2 separate regions of the Bombyx mori genome follow, and region 2 is linked to region 1. The links are chromatin contacts, called in public Hi-C maps. All regions are on one chromosome and are shown on one strand. The core of a region is the stretch at or near the end of the contact, and the rest is flanking DNA. Distances in the headings are between cores, read along the strand shown. Region 1 overlaps LOC101740771 (AN1-type zinc finger protein 4). Region 2 holds the start of LOC732951 (3-hydroxyacyl-CoA dehydrogenase).

Region 1 (3,430 bases), core at 394-2,893:
GCTCCCCGCTCGTGTTGCGTGTCCATTGCGGGCTATGCAGAGAACTTTACTCGGCGTAATGAATAGCGAACAGCGGCGTCACGTAACGGCTGGCCGTTTCATCCCCCAGATACGCAGAGGTCCACGGCTGCGCTTACGACTACAAGGCGCGGCCCCACCCCGGCCTCGGCACCGCGCTGCTCGCGCCCAAGCTGCCCAAGATATAGTACAGTCCAGCTCTACATACCGACGGTCCAATTTTTAGTCTTACGCATATTGATAGTTCGAAAGTTTAGGTTCGCTGCGGCCGTGTCGCCGGAGAGTGACGCGAGACGATAGCCGAAGCTGACAACGGAACAATAGATAATTGTTATCTATATTGTAATTTCGTTTTTACACAACAATATACTGTAAATCTAAATGAATTAAGATTCAAATTTCAATAACACTTAGATTTTTCATTGTTCAAAGAATTTTCAGTTTAAAATAAAAGTGTAATCCTTTTTTACACCATTAAAAAAAATATAGCCTCCTCTTTTTGGGACACCTTTGTTAAATTTATTATATAATCTGTGAAATATTTTTTTTTTAAATTACGAACTACTCGTTGGTACCTACGCCGTGAAGGAATCCACAATGAGACTTCCGCTTTCGAATTTCGAAATTCGAAACCACGTCCGTCCCGCTCTCGCACGTGGCGCTGACACTCAGCGAGAGAGAGCAGGACGCACGATATTTTTATTACGCATTTGTAATGAAGCGTTTTAGCTAAATGCTTAAAAGATTATATAGACTAGGAGTTGAGACCGTCCTTTGTAACGTTATGTAGATGTGACGTGATACTGACGTCACATGAATATTGTTTCGGGGCGAGTATTGCGAAACTTGTCCGTTGAAATATCTATATGCAATTTTCATTAACAGTGCTGTCTGTTTGTTGTGTAACAAGATGAGGTATTTGATATTTTTGAAGGATATCTGCCGCCTGTTACACCAATCAATTGGATTTATTTCGACCTCAAGTTCGACCACTCGCACCTCAAGCAAGGTTCACGTTTCGTCTATATCGCTCTATATACAATTTTACGAAGAAAAAATAATCGTATGTTATTGATGAATGTTATTAGAAATCGTTTTTTTTATGATAAAAATCGATTTTTGTAATAAAAATGTAAAAAAAAAAATTCGCACGTCTCGATAGAAAAATTCACGGTTTTCTCGGTGTTGTTAATGATTTTTTTAACTTTTTTTTTTCGTGTTAAATTTCTAAATGATTAATTCATACACGATGATAAGAAGATTATACTAATACTATTATTATTATAATTATAATTGTAAATATGAAATGGTTATTGTGCGTTGTATGCGGGGAATGAGATTATCCAAAACAGAACGAAGTATTTTTGCGTGGTTCTGTTTTGCTTAAACACATTTTTCTTTTGTGATAAAATTGTTATATATGCAAAAAAAATTTTTTTTTGAGAACTAGAATTGGATTTTGTAATGTTTTTTTTTTTGTGCCGGATTCGCTTGTTATTATTTTGAGCTCGTGTGAATGAGACAGGTATGGTCTGACCAAATTGGAGACATTGTGTACTGTGTTATGATAGTCGAAATACTAACGTCGTTTTAAATCGCGAGCCCGCACGGCCGGGCACCACCGTCCTGCCTGTTTCTGCATCTGCGTCAGACGGTTCTACTCTACGGACCGGAACACTAGCACCGACCCGGTCAGTCCTGAAGGATATCCAACAAGTTCCTGATAAATAGACTTATAAAGATTTAGAGCCGTCCGTTTCTTGCGTGCGTATACACGATGCCGGAGATGTTCACGTACACCAACGGAATTTCGCTGTATACCATGAGGTCGAAGTCTCAATGGCTTTGCAGTGTTGCAACGAACGCGTGTATGCTCCACGACGCCGCGCTTGGGGCAGCTCGTGCGCGGGAGGTGGTGGGGAGGGTTGGGGGAGGGGCGTATTAACTCCTCGAGACACGACCGGCCTCTATATAAATGTGATAATGTTATGAAATAAAATACGATTAAAAATGCTATTTAAATAATATTATGCCATTTGTGTGTGTTTCTTTTTTTTTTGTAATTAAAAATATTTGAAAGGAAAAAAAAATTAATAAAAAAATTAACTTTGCACGGATTATTATTAATACGTAAAAATAATGCAATAATATTTACGTAAACCTCGAAAGAAAAATCAATCATTAATATTATTTTGTAACTATAATGATACGTGGAATTTTGTTTTGCAAATTAGAGCAGTTAAAGTCAGTTTTTCATTTGAGGATGACATAGAGAGCTATTAGGCGCTATTCGACAATACGACCAGGACCTCCAAGGGAAAACGTCGTGATTTTGTGTTAGCTAGATGTTTTTTTTTTATAACGCCATCTTGTTCTGTCTTTAAAGCGATTAGTTGCACTCAATTAAGAAAAAATAGTATTATTATTCGCCAATAGATGTCGGGAAGAGTTGATTATTGAAAACACGAATAAAACAAAATTTTCTGAAAATAAATCGTAGCTAGATCGTTTTATCGAAATCCCCTGTATACTAAATTTTATGAAAATCGTTGGAGCCGTTTTCGAGATTCAGATTATATATATATATATGTACAAGAATTGCTCGTTTAAAGGTATAAGATCAAATAAATTCGTCACGCGGTACATACAGAATTCATTTATCTACTTTGAGCTCTGATCCCGGCAGCCTCTTCATAGCATCCAAGCAGCCTTTCTCATATACAACATGAAAGAACATGATAATGATTCGTCGCTGGTGGGTGAGCTCCGAACCTCATCCTGGGAGTGCTTGCTAAAGTTAACAGTCACACAAAATCATTACCTTGGTAACATATAAAATTGTCAATGGCTGGCAATGTTGTTGAGGAGCTTAAATTTGAATAAGGGAAAAATTTTGTTTCAATAAAAGTTTTATATGAGAGTTGTCTGTCTTAACAAATTGGATAAAAAATAAGGGAATTGATGAGTATTTGATCTTAGCAAATAAAGCAACGGATGATTCAAGATTTCAACCGCGTTTTTATTGTAATTATACGAAATTTTGCCGACTTCGATTCTCTCAAAAGGGGTGAAATTCGCGTATGTATAAACATTGGTGTGAATACGCAATAAATGTAGACACTCGTGGGTTTTATAGTTACAAGCCGGCAGAGGGCATTGCTACTACGAAACTATCTATGTAGTCTGTGCTATAAATTCGAATTATGCCGGAATTTCTCTCGACTATCAAACTGAAGCTGACGACTGTCTAAGGGTGCCTGTCAACTGGAGCGGAGCGAGGCAGCGGAGTGGAGAAACAGAGAAATATTAACCAATCTCCTCCTCCGTACGTCGTGTTCCTCAGTGCTGAGGATCGTAACCTTTACAGAATACATACGTAAAGGTTTTCTTGGGAAAATTGCTAGTGGTGGGT
Region 2 (3,431 bases), core at 365-2,864, 35 kb after region 1:
CAGCTTTTCAACAATGGCTTCGACAATCAAATCCGCATTCACACTGTCTTCAACTTTCGTGGATATTTTGATCCTGTCCAGGGATTCTTTGACGAAGCCTTCAATTTTACCTGGATCATCTTTGTACAGTTTCTTGGCTACCCTGCCTAAGTTGGCTTGGATACTTTTCTGGGCTTTATTGAGTATTTCCGGCTCTAAATCTACTATGGTCACATTCTGGCCAGCCTGCGCTGTTACCTTCAGAAAAGAGTAGTTATGAGAACAAACAGTACAATGAAGTTACTAGCTTTATATAACTATTGTGAGACTTCATTGAAGATGTGTTTACGCTTAAAACAGGGTTTTTTTTTAAATATTTTTTTATGTTGATTTTCACATTTTGGCATGTGAAAGATTTTTGTTTACCTAGTTAAGTTCAGATCAAAATTGAAATAATTTCATTTGTCATTAATAAATATAAAATTTTATCAATTAATTTATTTGTTCTAATAATTAAAACATGATTTAAAATTGAAAGTTAATAAGCTAAATTGAAAGCTACCTTTTCAATAATCAGGTGGAAAAGAAGAAAGAAAACTCTTTATTATCATTTGAAAGATACTTTCAACAAAATTGTTATGAAGAAGATATTTTGAGTGGGTTTTGATCAAAGATTCTCAGGATATGCTGTTCAGAAAAACAAAACAAGACAAAAAAGATACAACATTGAAGTCTCAATTACTTTAGGCACTCTCTCTGGTACTTTCTAAGCGGTTGCTAGTTGGCTAATTTAGGCCACATAATGAAATGCAGTCATGGGAGTTTACAACTGGTTGTACAGTTCTTAAGATAGGAGTAAAGGAGTTAGATACAAAAATAGGCAAATATACTGCTACACCGGACGAATGAAAACAAAGTAGTAATTTCAGTTAGATTCATGGCTGGATAGATTTATACTGAGGATTCTTATTTCAATAAAAACATTTCCTCAGTTTTGTGTTGTACTAACACTTTTTCATTTTATGTTATTACTTTTAAGATATTAACTTTAATGAATACATAAACATACAGATTCTCTTTATTTTTTGTTTTGAGATTCTCAAGAGAATGACATGTCACTTTTTAACTTTACAATGATGAAGAAAATTTATCGAGGAGTGAACTGTTATTTACAAAATCTTCCGTTTGATTTACTATGTTGATAATTAGATTAATTTGCATTTTGAATCATGCACTATAAAATTTCCGAAATACTTTATAAGCTTTTTAGGTTACCTCATTATTTAATTTGAATTATGATGAAACACCAAACATTAAACCTGCGTAAAATTTCTGAAATCTTGAAGCGAGTATTAATTAAAGAAAATTTAAACCACATATAGACCAAATTAACTTTAAAAAATCTACATCACTTACCTGAGCGATTCCTGAGCCCATAAGGCCCCCGCCGATCACTGTAACTGTTTTAATCGCATTCTGAGAAGTAGAAATCGAAAATTTCCGAGTCAAAACGAAAATTTTATTCATCTTCAATTTCTTCTTATCGTTTCTAAAGCCGGCCGGTAAATGACGTGTACAGGTGCAAAAATACTAACTTCCCACTCAAGTTGAATTAACATAAATCAGCAGTAAAGCAAGTACAAAGTCCATATATGTTGATAAACATACGATAATATTGTTATCATTTGGTAACTCTTAGGTATTATGGACTTACCTGTCATAGATACGTTCTTTTTTTAATACTGGCGGTGTAAAACTCATTTTTTTTTCAATATGTAAAATGACGATCTTTATTTAAAATGCAAACCACCTCTGATTCCTTTTGTAATTAATATTCTATAATATCCGCAAAGTTATGGAAATTTTGTCATAACAATTGTCATTTATAATCATTTACTAACGTCACAAACATATGATTTAACAACGTTCGAAAACGTTAGAAAAGTGTTTTTTTTTTTAAAGTATGGATTCAAAGCATTATTGTGAACTTTTCAAATCAATTTTTATATTTAAAATTTTTCCTCACAATATGTACTATAGTCGGATTTTTTATTAGACGAAGTAAACTGACGTTTACTGTGTTGTCAGTTTTTGATGAAATAAAAATAGTGTTGTGACAAAGTGAACGATTGAAAAAACTCCTGAATTAATGAAATTGCCTCGATTGTCTAGTGAATAGTTAGTGTGCCGAACTGCTGATATCGGGCACGGGGTTCGAATTTTAGCCGTGCTTTGTACATACCAACGAGTTTTCGACGAAACATTATGTTCCTATGGTATCTACCTGTACTGAATACCGAGTGTTTTAAACATTAAGAAAAACATTGCGAGGAAGCTTGTAAGACTGTCCTATTTCCAATGCATCATATAGTTGAAACTATAGATGTATAAAATATAACAATTATAGGTACAGAGGTAATGAAAATAAAAAAAACGGATTGTAGTTACATACTACTAGTAACATATTATTATATTGGATCACTTTAATACAATTTTATTGTAAAATATAAATAATATTCTTTTATAGTTTGAAATTAATGATTAACTCTTCACACTCATTGTTCATTTATGTGATTGAACGAGAACTGAACGCATCACTATTACTTTAAATATAGCAACATTATTTCACAAAGTGACATTAGCTACTGTCAGCTGGCTTCGTCTAATTAAAAATCCGACTATACGTTCAGTGTAAAGTTAACTCTCAAATGAATTTAGTTTGGGTTTTTCTCTCTCTTTCTAATCGATTTTTGTATTCGACGATGTCGTTCATTTTGCTTTTATAGATTCAATCATTCAATCACTCCAGTTATACCATTTGTTCAAACATTCCAAACCAAACTATTTACTTAAATTTTACGTTATATCGTCAAAAGATAAAAACAAAACTAAGTCCGGATAATTTCACATATCCATCCATACTTCATTACTTGATACGGTACTATTTTAAGTTATTTTACCACTGGATATTTTTAAAAGCACTAGATAGGAAGACGAGCCTAAAGTCTGTCTGTATGAAAGTAAAGAGATACAAGCGATTGTCCTGTGCAATAAATATGAGGCACTACGTAATGTACCGTCCGATTAGTCTCCTCCCAGCGATAGGCAAAATTTACGAACGACTCCTTCGGAAACGCCTCTGGGACTTAGTTACCGCGAACAAAATATTAATAGACGAGCAGTTCCGCGCCAAACACTCGTGCATACAACAAGTGCACCGCCTCACGGAGCACATCTTAATAGGGCTAAATAGGCGTAAACAAATCCCGACCGGAGCCCTCTTCTTTGATATCGTGAAGGCGTTCGACAAAGTCTGGCACAACGGTTTGATTTACAAACTGTACAACATGGGATTGCCAAACAGACTCGTGCTCATCGACCGTTCGTTTCGATATCGAGTAGAGGGAGCTCGCTCTCGCTCCAGTCATCTGACGTCCGGAGTCCCGCAAGGC

Evidence for each region. Hi-C and Micro-C count contacts between places; a contact is called where the count stands out from the background.
Region 2: a contact with region 1 is called in a Hi-C map of middle silk gland, with 2.1 times the contacts expected there. The contact joins the promoter of LOC732951 here to the enhancer-like site in region 1. A contact is called at or near these places in 2 of 7 Hi-C or Micro-C datasets (middle silk gland and midgut).

What each region holds. Positions count from the first base shown.
Region 1 is chr3:1,308,223-1,311,652 of ASM3026992v2, forward strand. LOC101740771 (AN1-type zinc finger protein 4) reads left to right here. Exons shown (of 7, transcript XM_004923893.5): 7 at 110-3,430. The coding sequence ends at 206. Among protein-coding and RNA genes, the nearest start is that of LOC101740771, 17 kb to the left of the region's middle. Within about 2 kb of position 1,644, at least 5 of the 8 cell types and tissues checked have open chromatin away from gene starts, as enhancers often do.
Region 2 is chr3:1,343,436-1,346,866 of ASM3026992v2, forward strand. LOC732951 (3-hydroxyacyl-CoA dehydrogenase) reads right to left here and starts at 1,615. Exons shown (of 5, transcript NM_001046949.1): 1 at 1,396-1,615; 2 at 1-237. The coding sequence starts at 1,506. LOC101740910 (inositol polyphosphate multikinase) reads right to left here and starts at 2,081. Exons shown (of 6, transcript XM_004923894.5): 1 at 1,694-2,081.